Regions from separate parts of the Mus musculus genome. Here region 1 is linked to region 2. Evidence: chromatin contacts called from public HiChIP or PLAC-seq data. All regions are on one chromosome and are shown on one strand. Each heading gives the region's core, a stretch centred on a gene start, on an enhancer-like site or on the middle of the called end of the contact. The rest is flanking DNA. Distances are from core to core; before and after follow the strand shown. Region 1 has its middle 23 kb from the start of Utp15. Region 2 overlaps Arhgef28 (Rho guanine nucleotide exchange factor (GEF) 28).

The links. HiChIP or PLAC-seq counts read pairs in DNA pulled down with a chosen protein or histone mark.
Region 1: a contact with region 2 is called in a FOXA1 HiChIP or PLAC-seq map of pancreatic cancer cells. The contact joins two enhancer-like sites. A contact is called at or near these places in 1 of 15 datasets of contacts at CTCF or cohesin (the NIH/3T3 cell line) and 2 of 115 datasets of contacts at active chromatin or transcription factors (embryonic stem cells and pancreatic cancer cells).

Annotation. Positions count from the first base shown.
Region 1 is chr13:98,238,751-98,241,976 of GRCm38.p6, reverse strand. No RefSeq gene overlaps it. Among named protein-coding and RNA genes, the nearest start is that of Utp15, 23 kb to the left of the region's middle. Within about 2 kb of position 1,811, at least 4 of the 459 cell types and tissues checked have an H3K27ac peak or open chromatin away from gene starts, as enhancers often do. A contact at or near this core is called in pancreatic cancer cells, where this site is marked.
Region 2 is chr13:97,989,180-97,992,586 of GRCm38.p6, reverse strand. The region is part of intron 11 of Arhgef28 (Rho guanine nucleotide exchange factor (GEF) 28); the gene reads left to right. Among named protein-coding and RNA genes, the nearest start is that of Gm34388, 97 kb to the right of the region's middle. Within about 2 kb of position 1,461, at least 4 of the 459 cell types and tissues checked have an H3K27ac peak or open chromatin away from gene starts, as enhancers often do. A contact at or near this core is called in pancreatic cancer cells, where this site is marked.

The DNA.
Region 1 (3,226 bases), core at 562-3,061, 250 kb before region 2:
GAAAGCTGGCTTTTCCTTACCCCTGCCTTCCTAGTCAGGTGTCAGCACGCGGTATTAATGTTCTCATAACAAATTACCTAACAAAGGCAAGGGGTCTATTTTAGTCAGTGGTGTAAGGGAACAATCCATCAGGGCAAGGGAGACACAATGGAGAGAGTGTCTCTAGTCATGATAGCAGGAGTGTGAGGAAGATGCTCACACAGGTCCACAGTCAGAAATCACAGAGATGCATGCTGGGGCTCAAATGCCCCGCCCCCTTTGCAATTTAGTCCTGGACTCCAGCCCACGGGATGGTGCAACCACATTCAGGGTGGCTCTTCTCTCCTCTGTTAAACCTCATTAAACAGAGACACGTCTAGAGGCCTCTCTCCCAGGTGATTCCAAGTCCGTACCTGTGATTAACCATCACATCCATCTCATCTAGGAGGCCAGTTTTCATCCGGGACATTATTTGCAAAGGTTTCTGGGAAATGTGGTTTTAAATACGAAGCTCTGCAATTCTGGAGACATTCTAGCATCCAGACAGAGGGTTCAGAAGCCAATAAGTACAATATTCTTCCCCCTGTAGTTGGCACATCTTTAAACACAGTTGTATGTGTTTAGCTCGCTTCTAAACAGATGGGGGCATGCAGCACACAGTTGTGCATTCCAGTTGTGCATTCCAGCTGTGCATTCCAGTTTTCCATTTAGGCTGCACTGAGACTGGGGATACCTCCGTGCCTGTGGCTCTACCCCATTCTTTCCTAGGCTGTGTCCCACATCACTGTACAGCGGTACCACAATCACTGCAACCAGTCCCCTGCAGATGGGCATTCTGACGCCTTTCAGAATTCTACATCTACAATCAATTATAACCTGGATTTCGGGTTTTTGTATGTACAAGCAATTGTACACCTAGCAGTGCTTTCTATAGCTTTGGTACATTTGAAGAGTGAGTATTATCACCATGGATCCTGGAGAACGAGTCTTTTCTCTCACTGCAGGGTCTGTGCCTGGTTACCCCTTGTCCCTGAAGCTCCTTCATCCAAGGAAATATCAGTTTTCCTGAAACACACACACACACTGTTTAATATTTCACAGAGCACTGGGTATCTAGATAGAGCAGGTAATACTGGTATCTAGTTCTGCACACAATGACACTTGGGTGACAGTTTAGGTGATGTGTCCAAAGTCATACACTTAGTTAGTGGCAAATTTGGATTTGAGCTCAAGTCTCCAGTTTAAAAGGTGCACGTTTCCGAGCAGAGCAGTGCACAAAATAATGTTTTGTGTTGTATAAATACAGAGAATGGTCTTGTTCACTTTTGTATTCTTAACTTTTTGCCTAATACATCTCTGGTGCTTACTGACCATGGACTGAGTAAATGGTCACTTGGTGCTGCCTTGCAGAGAAACATTGTATTTAGAGTTTATAATGTAACACGGAGATAGCTTTCATTTCTCGATGAGATCCAACTCAAATAGAAAACCTTTCTGGAAGTTGTTAATCAGGAGACATTGAAATGGTGCCGCAACTCACTATTGGTCCACAAGAGGGCGGTGTTAGAAAAGCGTGAGAAACCGGCCTCTGCGCCTTCTCTGAAGTTCTCAGAAGGAACGCAAACAAGCCTTTTGCTTATTGCTATGCTAACCAAGTAGATTTAAAGAATAGATGTAGTTATTAGTAGATTATAACCAGAAATAGGGAAACAAATCTAACCAAGGCTCTATTTTAAAAGATGAAGCTTCTCAACCACGTGGAATAATGGGAAGAGCATGCGCTGGCTAACCTTGGGAAAGCACAGGCTTGGCTTGCACATCTGCCAGATGGGGCAAACATGGCGTCCCCTGAAGGCTTGCTGGGAGAAAGGCTATGGTGACACAGAAAACACTATGGTGACACAGAAAACGCCACTGTTTTTTCTTTTGGTTTTCTTTTCTTTTTGGTTTATTTGAGTTTCTTCTTAGCTTATCTAATTACTAACATTGGTTCATTTAGGTAAGAATTATGTTCAAGTTTTCTTTTATATATATTATATACTACACACACATATATATATTATATTGGTGTGGGTGTGTATGTGTGTGCGCGTGCATGCACTGTATGTATACTGAGTCATCACAGGTGCTAGGTAAGGACTCTAACACTGAGTTTATTTACCCAGCTCTTAAGGATATTTTCTGAGTAAATGAGGTATACAAAGTGGTAAAATAGGTGTATAACTGACTTGAGATCAACTGAAGTAAGAAGAGAGTACCTGGTATGGTTTGCAGTCTATACAAATGAGAAGAAAGCAAGAGGGTGGTTCCCCCTAGCTCACTGGTGCTACACTAGGAAATTTGATGGCATTTGTCTCTGTTACTTTTCTCAACACTCCTACCTGAGTGAAGGAGTGTACGAGAGTCAGGAAGAACTTATTTTGGCTCGTGATTTCAGAGCGTACACTCTGCCATGGCAGGGAAGGCATAGGGGTCACAGACAGATCTGCCCATGATGGCTGCGGAGTGTGCAGGAGTCGTCACGTCATGACCAGCCAGGACACAGAGACCGTGAGCCTGGAATCGGAGGCAGAGCCTTCAAGACCCACCCAGTGAGCCACTTCCACCAGCTAGGACCCCTACACCAAAAGTTCCATAACCTCATTCTTGGCTTACAGACTCCTCCCAGAGAACTAGCAGCAGTTATGTCATCACATGCCACCGTTGCTACCTGTGCCGCTGCCGGGTGCAGGTGGCCTGGCAGTGTACAAGAGGACGTTTCGCTATCCCAGCCCCTCTCCCCTCCCCTCACCTCTCCTCTCCCCTCCTCTCTCTTCCCTCTTTCTTCTCTCCCCCTCCTTCTCACTCTCACTCTTTTTTTCTCTCTCTGTTCCCCACGAGAGCCGGCCTCTCTCTCTTTCTATCCTTTATTCCTGCTTTCTCTGTCCTCGTGGCTCTGTCTGCATCTACCCCTTTTCCCTCCCTTCCCCGACATAAACCTCTCATACCAGGCATGGTTTTTCAGGGGACAGCTTTGCACAGGCCTGCTAGGTACCTGCCGCCTTACCCTTACCTTGCAGCCATCACCACATTATATTTCATGATACTTATAAAGCCGGGTCAGGAGCTGAGGACCAGGTGTCAAAATACATGAGCCTCTGAGGGATGGCCCGGATTCAAACCATAACAATGTTGTCATCTTCAAACATTTATTAATTCAGATTTTCCCTATTCAAATGAATCGTATTAGCTTGGTGTATATGATCGT
Region 2 (3,407 bases), core at 212-2,711:
TAGGACAGTCTCTGTGTGGTTCTGCAAAAGTAGATTAAACCGTGTGCGACTTAACACATTCTGGCAGAATCTTTTGGCTATGTTAAGTGCCCCTCAGATCTCAAGAAGTTGATTGTTTAAAGAGACAATTTAGTCATAGAAGGCAGACGAAGCACACATAGTTATTCTGCTCTCCTAATAAAAATATTCCCAGAACTTCAGATTTGTATTTTCATGTTCCTGTTCTGGGAATTTTAAAAATCCACTTGCTACAAATACAGAGATTTTCCTTTTTTAGAATATCAGAAAAACTAAGCCAGGACTCAGGGGACAGAAGTAGGAAGATTACAAGCTCAAGGTCAGCCTGGACTGCACAGTACCTATCAGATGTCTCCCTATCCACCCACCTATTCAGCCAACACACACACAGTTACTCGGAGGAAGAAGGAGAGGCTGGTTTGCTGAGAACACCTTCTGTCAGGCTGCTTCCACAGGCTAGCCCACTCGTGTGCACTCTCTCCATCTTGAGAGATGCAGGAATGATGGCCGGGAGGCCAGGCCGGTGGCTGCAGATAATCCTTTGTTGCCTTGAGCTGACTACAGCTCCATCCCAGCAGTGCCTGCTACCATGGGAGTGTGGAGCCTGAGAGACAGAAACCACGCAGTGAAATTTACCAAAGTGATCAATAGCACGAGAGACAGGAAAGAGAAATTTAGGGGCCACACAGTCAAAAGTGTAGATGGTATAGGGACTAGGTTAACTTAGATGAATCTTCCATTTCCTGAGGGCTAGAGCCATGTTTGATGGGGCCACACACTAGAATCCACATGCTGCAGCTTTCTGCCTATCCTGTATCTAAAAGCCACAGAAGACCTTTCTCAGCTTAGCAGGACAGCAGAAGTTCGCAGAACCCGTTCTCAATCCCTGCCTCTGTGCCCAAAGGATGCAAGAGCTCGTAGAAAAGATGAGCAGGAAGCAGAAAAAAAATCTCGGCCACACTAACAATTTTGGGAAGTTTGGGTTTACCATGGTATCTCAACCAGTCTGAAATCCTAGTGGCAAAGTCATGGTTGTCTTCAGGTCACAGCGTGTTGGCCACAGTTAACTTACTTTCCCTAAGGAGACAATAACAAATTATGATTACAATTTACCCTGGGACAAATAGCCCATGGATAGGTTATTTGTTTCCACAGTTCTTTCTCAGTTTTAGTCAAGGTATTATAAAATAACGTTCTCTTTGGATCCTTTCCAACTGGGAACACAGCACACTCATGGTAGCAGAAACATCAACACACTGTAGGTTTCCCATTATCAGCCAGAATGTGAGCTGATGTCTCAGATTGAGCTGTGTAGCCGGGTGCATTTGGGTCACTCTGTTTTCCACCATGGGAGTTTCGCGAGGCCAAGTCATCTCCTGTGGCAGCTGCAGCTGAGGGGAGGTGGGAGGTGTCAGTCGTTCCTAGTCTGCCCTCAGTTGGATGCTATCAGCGACTCCTGTCACAGAGGCGTTGACCGTGTGGCTGGAATGACTCATTCCAGAGTCTTTTCCTTCTGTGACTGTTTGTCATAAAAGTTAACTTTCTCCCAGGGACCAAGCCATCAACCAAGGAGTACACATGGCTCCAGCTGCATATGTAGCAGAGGATGGCCTTGTCATGCATCGAGGGAAGGAGAGATCCTTGGTCCTACAAAGGCTCCATAGATGTCCCAGTGTAGGGGAATGGAGAGTGGGGAGGTGGCAGTGGGTGGGTGGGTGGGTGGAGGAGCACCCTCATAGAAGCAGGGGGAGGGAGGATGTGATAGGGGGTTTCTGGGAGGATGGGAAACAGGGAAAGGGGATAACATTTGAAATGAAAAAGAAAATATCCCCCCCCCCAAAAAAGTTAACTTTCTGGAAAACCCAACAATTTCATATGTATAGGATGTAGTGATTATATTACTTAAAGTCCATAGCTCTTTTAAGAAATCAAGAAGCAAAATAAGCCATAAAATGACTATTTTAAAATATCAAGTAACAAAACCTTAGTTGACGGGAAACAACCATTTGTGTGATTTTAAAACTCACATGCCTCAAACACTTCTCTGTCTCATCATAATCCACAGGGTAAAAAAAAAAAAGCAGTTTTATACAGTGGCCTGTGGAATGTGTTCTGGGATCTTACACTTTATGTCACTGTAAAGGAAAGTTCTGATTATAGCCTAATGGATCCACCTGACATCCCATTAGTGGGCTATGACCATAAAGTCTACAGGCAACCATGAAGAGTGCCTTCCAGGCTTGGACAGAGAAGAGTTGTCACTGTTTCCTAGTGCTGAAAGTAAGATAGTGATGGAGCATCCAGGAAGTGTGCACAGCGATAGAATACCTTGTACTGTAACCGGAAGGTGGCAGACCCACAGTAGGATATTACTGCGCACTGACAGAGTCCACTTCACCAGCGCGGAGACCATAGCTGAAAACTCTAATCAGGCACGCTCTGATGCACGTGTTTCTCCAATCTTAGACTGTGTGTTAGGAGACCATGCAGAATCTTGAACTAGCTATAATCTACTATAACTCCAAACCAATAACATTTATCAGGAATATTTATACCAAGCTTCATTTTTCATTAAAATTAAAGACTCTAACCGACTCAGAGAGGAGCGGAGGGGAGGTGGGAGGTGGGAGGTGTCAGTCGTTCCTAGTCTGCCCTCAGAGGTATGCTATCAGAGCAGCTCCAGTCACAGAGGAGGTGTTGCCTGTGTGGCTGGAATTACTCCTCATTTGAATGAGGAAATAAATAAAGTAGAAACATGCCTCCAGATCTCTCTTCTGCTCCATGCTAAGGAAAAGATTGCAATGAGCTCTTGGAAGAGGAGCCTGCAGTTACTAACAGGTTTCCAAGGGCCTTCCTGTGCCCAGGGACTAACTCAGGGCTAGAAATTGATCTGAAGTTTAAATTATAAGCGTGGAGTAAGAACTCTATTTGAGAGTCATTTAATTTATATAATCAATATTCCACTAAAATAGCCTGTTTAAAAAAAGAAAATCCAAACTGGGCTATTCAAAATTTCATTTTCTGTTGTTTGCAGTCCTAATAAGATGATTTTCCAGTATTGTGTTGGATTAAAAAAAAACCCATCTTCTACCACTGAAACAGCCAAGAAAATATGCTAAAAAGTACATTTCATTTTAATGTACCCATGGCCATCCGGGATCACTCATGACCACCCATGGCCACCCATGACCACCCATGATACCTATGATACCCATGACTACCCATGACCACCCATGACCACCCACGGCCACCCATGACCACCCATGGCCTTGATGCTTAGTGGAATGGTTTAAAATGTAAATGTTATAAGGGACTGAACCTTGAACGTGTACACTTGCATTCTGTCCTCTGACATTATGGTTATGAAAGTTACATGGGAAGAAAAAAGC